2 separate regions of the Zea mays genome follow, and region 1 is linked to region 2. A link is a contact called in public Hi-C data. All regions are on one chromosome and are shown on one strand. The core of a region is the stretch at or near the end of the contact, and the rest is flanking DNA. Distances in the headings are between cores, read along the strand shown. Region 1 holds the start of LOC100278579. Region 2 holds the start of LOC100281767.

Evidence for each region. Hi-C and Micro-C count contacts between places; a contact is called where the count stands out from the background.
Region 1: a Hi-C map of endosperm shows a contact between it and region 2, with 2.5 times the contacts expected there. The contact joins the promoter of LOC100278579 here to the promoter of LOC100281767 in region 2. A contact is called at or near these places in 6 of 25 Hi-C or Micro-C datasets (bundle sheath, ear, endosperm and 2 more).

The regions. Positions count from the first base shown.
Region 1 is chr1:9,275,999-9,278,698 of Zm-B73-REFERENCE-NAM-5.0, reverse strand. LOC100278579 reads right to left here and starts at 1,356. Exons shown (of 2, transcript NM_001151811.2): 1 at 991-1,356; 2 at 1-44. The coding sequence starts at 1,099.
Region 2 is chr1:9,054,118-9,056,817 of Zm-B73-REFERENCE-NAM-5.0, reverse strand. It overlaps LOC100281767, which reads right to left and starts at 1,445. Exons shown (of 3, transcript NM_001154687.2): 1 at 623-1,445; 2 at 1-46. The coding sequence starts at 1,227.

The DNA.
Region 1 (2,700 bases), core at 107-2,606, 220 kb before region 2:
ATCAACCTCTCCTATGCATATTGTGCCCTTAGCAAAATCCCCTCCTGCGAAGGAGTTGCTGAAGAAAGTTAGTAAGGAATTCTGGAAAGCATTTTATTTATCTGGTAAAACAATGCATAGTGAACATTGGTACATGCATATATTATTGTTGGAAAACTAGGAACAAGGTTCCAGTATTCAGCACGTGACAACACAAGAACAAGGTTCTGAGTTGCCTGTACAAGATAAGTTAATTACAGATATTGCCTCCTGCAAATAAGCAAACAGGCAGATACTAGTGTTTCCTATACAGTTAATCAGTGACAGTATGATTTAAAAATTTACCCTGACCCCTGACCCCTGCCCCCCTCTACTCTCTCCCTTCCAAAATGTTTTGGATTGAACTGGAAGGTCCATGTAACTTAATATGCTATTAGAGGAGTCTCGAGTTCGAATCTTGGTTAGCATAATTAAAATAAAACAATTGTGGCTCGATCCGTTTAAATTTTTGGTTAAAGTAGATGGTGCATGCAATTTAATATTTAACTTTGTCGGGAGTACCATGTAAATTATCACTTGAAAGTAAAGCAGAGTGGTAGGTAGTAGACGAACTGCTTCATCTTATTCAGTCATTCCAAAACCGAACTGTTAAAAAAATGCTCGTGGATCAAAGAAACCCATGGTTAAAGCAGGCGAAGTACCGCACTGAAATCGCAGAATCGAGGGCAAACGAGACGGCAAGAGGTTGTTACAACTTACAATACAAGTATCCAACACTCAGATCAGAAGAATTTAAAGCAACGACCGATCCCAGTGCCGGTCACCACAGAAAAAGTAGCATACAGCGGAAACGAACGAACAAGGTGACTATCAACGAACTGTAACAAATCTACCAATAATTGATACTGATACGACTCAACCGCGAACTGGTTCCACAGTCAATCAGCACGAACAACAAATGAAAAGCCAGCAAAGGAAAGGCGCTGGGGGAGAGAGAGAAGAGCCCCAAACCTTGCGGCCACTCGGGCAAGGGCGCCGGCAGCTGGAAGGGCTCGGGAGGCCGGAGCTCGCCGCCTCCGGCTTTGGATCGGCCGCAGAAGAGCCAGTTCCACCCGCCCATCGCCGGCTCCTTCCTTCCTTCCGCTCTCTCAGTCCAGCCCGCGGCACCCTCTTATTTTCTAAACCGAAAGCTCTCTCCCTCCTACAGGCATACCTTATCAGTCCATCACCACAGGTCTGGTCAAACCGGCGGCGGCTGGCTCGTCGTCGCCCCCCAGCTCCGGTCTAGCGTGAGGGGATGCTCCACTTGGTTGAGGAGTGGATACGCGCACGCCCCCGCTTCCGCGGGGTCGATGGTGACGCCGAGGGAGTCCCTCTCGAGAGGAAGGGAGGAGGGAGCAAGCTCCGCTGTGGGACCGGGCATCTCCTCTTGGAAAAGGTCGCCGCTGGCCCACCCGCCTTTGTTCCGTTCAGCCTTTTTGGGACGAGTTCGGTGAGAAGTGAGAACATGCTCTTCCGTGCCGTGCAAGGGACTCCATGTGTGGCGTGGCCCAACGGAAAGGAGATTTTTAGCTAGCCGGCGTCGGCTTCCATCAGAACTATAGGTGTTCAGCGGGCCGGGCCGGCGGCCCGAGCATGAGGTAGGCACGACCCGCATAGTTTCGGGCCAGCACGGCACACTGCTTGTCGTGTTGGGTTGATCTAAATTTCGTGTCTAGCCTACGGCCCGAGCACAAACCTGTTGACCGTTTTCGAGCTGGATTGGTTTAAGTTGGCAGTTTGACACGCTCACAATAACGTACCAGACTAACTCGTGGTCTGGTTGCACCAAAAATCGTTAAAATAGACATAAACTAGATTAAAATTCAAAAAACAACAAAAAAGCAAAACATGATAAATTAAAGGTTTAAGAGCTGTGTGCAATGCTGCCTCATTAAAAATCTTTTTGAGTAACCCCAGAAAGAAAAAACTGAGTAACATAACTCTTAATCCTTTTATAAGCTATAACTAGCTAGTTGTCCGTGCTTTGCTACAGTTTTTATATAACATATAAATAGGTATTAAGATATTTATTCAAATATAATTATTTTTTATTTCTAAACACTAAACTACATGTGGTTTGGTGGTTAGCCCCAAATTTTCGGAGCTGGGGGTCTGGGCTCGAGTGCTCGCTCTACACTTTTTTTGCGTGGTGTGATAGCTATGTGGGTGCGGTCAGGTGCTGAGCAGGTGCAGACGCTGGCTGTGTGGGCGCTGGGATCCACAGGGCAGTAGCTGAGAGAGGGGTGGAAGAACCAGTCAGAGAACGTGGGGCGGGCCTAGAGTGTCAGTGTGTCCACAGGGTAGTAGCTGAGAGAGGGACGTGAGAACCAGTCGAGCGCATGGGACGGGCCCAGAGTGTCAGCGTGGAGGGTGAAGCTGTGGTAGCACCATGTGCCCACATTAGGTTCTTAATAGAGTAGTATAGATAAATAGGTATTGAGATATTTATAAACACTAAGGTATTTGTGGTCTGGTGGTTACCCGTAAATGTTTGGAGCAAGGTGGTGTGGGTTTGAGTGCTCGCTTTGTACTATTTTTAGCACGGTGTGGTAGCGCGGAGGGTGAAGTCGGTATCACCAGGTGCCCACATTAGGTTCTTAATAGATTAGTATAAATATAGATTATAATATTGTTCAAAGTTACAACACAGCTCTCCAACTCTCCAATCTCCATGCCTAG
Region 2 (2,700 bases), core at 196-2,695:
CTGGTCCTTGTCCATCTCCTCCAAGACCCATCCCGGAAGTGGTATGCTGCAAACAACCAAAGCATGCAGGATCACGTGGCAGGAAACCAAAAAGGATAACATATCTTCGTCAGGAATTCAGGATTATGGGTTCTGCTGGAGCCTAAACTTTCTGCTCACGGATCTCGTGAGCAGATCACATGCCGAGTCGGCAGGAAGAGGGAAGCGCCACTGTCTGTAAGGAGAAAAAGGATCGACTTTTTTCTTCTTCAGTACGCTATATATGCAGGGTGGCGGATGGTGAACTTGTGCTTCTCCGTGGCTCAAGTCACGGGGACCTTGCGTTCGAGTCCACATCAACTACTGTGTCTAGTGGAAGCGTTTTATTCAGTTCAGCTAAAAAACCGTGAAGGCGTCAGAACTTTTCTGAAGATCAGATCAGCTCCAGCTCAGAATCAGATACCAACATGCGGCTTCTGATTGTAGTACTGATCTTCTATGTGCATTTCGTTTCGTGTAATCCACATACGGTTAAACAAGTACTCTAAAAACTAACGTCAGGTAATTTACGTTTAATCGAAAGAATGCACTGGTGATGGTGAAGCCAGAAAGTGCTAGAGAAAGAGACGACGAAGACACGTACGTGACTGAATCACCGACGTTGCCGCCGCACTGGTGGAAGGACATGACGGCCTGGACCTTGAGCCCGGTCTTCTTGGCCATCTCCATGAGCTCCATGTACCCGTTGAAGTTGTACTGCCCGGGCCCGTCGGCCTCGGCGATGCCCCACCAGACGTCCACCATGATGCCCTCCACCCCGGCGCTCTTGAGCGCCGCCAGGCTGGCCTCCACGGCCTTGCGCCGGTTGAGCGAGTTGCCGTCCTTGCGCACGGTGTCGAGCGGCATCATGACGAAGACGGGCACCCCGGCCCTGCTCCGGAGCTCGGCGGCCACGTCGGCGTGCTCCGCCTCGGGCGCGGCCTCCACCAGCGCCTGGCACGCCATGGCGAGGTCCGGCTTCACCGCGTCGGGCGCCTGCGCGGGGGCCGGGTCCACCGTCATCGTCTGCAGCTGGAGCGCCGGAGCGGGGGCGGGCGCCGACGCGGGCGGCGGCGCCACGGTGGCCGCCGCGGCGACGACGGCCGAGCGTGGCGCCGTGGCCGCCGCCGCGACGACGGCCGCGCGTGGCGCCGCCGGTGCCGCCGCCACGGCCGCGCCGGTCTGGTGGGACAGGTTGAGCGCCATCATTCACAGCGGTTGGCTGGATCGGATTGGACACGAATGGAAAACGAGATCAGACGACCAAGCAGAAGAAGAAGAAGGCTGGTTGGAACGAGCGATGGATCTTGGCCTTGGGTGTCTGGAAATGGATTCGGTCCGGGACCCTGGGACTCCCGCTGCTGCGATGCGACGGCGACGGCGACGGCGATTTGGTCTGGGGATTCGGTTATTATTACGGGGGAAGCGAAGGGGAGCCCCGTGCCGCGGGGTTAAATAGGGCTGGCGGACACGGGCGCCCGCGCGACGTGGCGCGCGGTGCGCCGGTGAATGGAACGTGAGGCGGTGGCGGGAGGTGGGGGCGAGCGGAGGCCGGAGAGGCAGCAGAAAATATGGATGGGGGACATGGGCGGGCGGGGCTCCCGCGGACGCGTGAACCGGCCTCGAAGCGTCGTGGGTGGACGGCGACGTGTTCTGGAGGGGACGGCGCGCTGGGCCACGTCGCGGTCCAGCATGGAGATAGGGTTGCTGGATGCGCGACGCGTGTCCCCCTTAAGTCCTTGACAGGACATGGTACGGTTTGGAGTTTGGACGGTGCTGGCTGTGTGTGTGTGACCCACACACTCCTAGTGCTGTGTACTCCGTGCGCTTGAGATGCCGCGGAGCTCTAAAATTGGTCGAAAACTCGGTGTTTTCCGTGACTACGTTTGCGTGCGTGGTCATCATTGTCACGCTATTTCATTTTTTTACTCCTACAATTCCTCTGGTGAAAACCATCTTAGAGCAATTCCATTGGTTCTCTAAAATACTTCTTAAATCAATAATTTAGGTAGCTAACATAAAACTTATTTCCAATAGTTCTCTAAATTAACTTCTAAATTTAGCAACTTCTCATCTAACCTCATTTCCTCTCTACATTTGGCAACCATTTAGCAACTCTCTAAACAAAAATGTTGACAGCATTATGTAGGTAATGAAGATAATTGCTGATATTTGTGACTTATTTTTTAATGTGGATATATACAAAACAAAACTACAACATATATTTAGAGAATTATTGGAGAACTCACATTTATTTACTCCCAAAGTTATTTATGAACTTCTTAAATATGTGATTAATAGAGCTAAAATTTATATAACTATTAGAGTTGCTCTTAGGCCTCGTTTGGTTTGGGGTGACTAAAGTTTAGTCACTTTTAATCTCTAAGAATCAAACTTGGTGACTAAAGTGGGGTGACTAAACTTTAGTTCTTTAGTCACTAAGGGGGTGACTAAAAGGGACTAAAGTAGTATTTTTACATTATTTGTCCTCTCCACTTTCTTCTTATAGCAAAGATCTATTAATTAATAGGGGTAAAATAGTCATTATTCACAGCAATTAATGCTCTTTAGTCCGATTTAGTTACTGAAACCAAACGGTATATTTTAGCGACTAAATTTCTAGTGACTAAGGCAACCAAACAGAACCTTGAACACTCTCTGCGCTCTTTTGTATTTATCGTG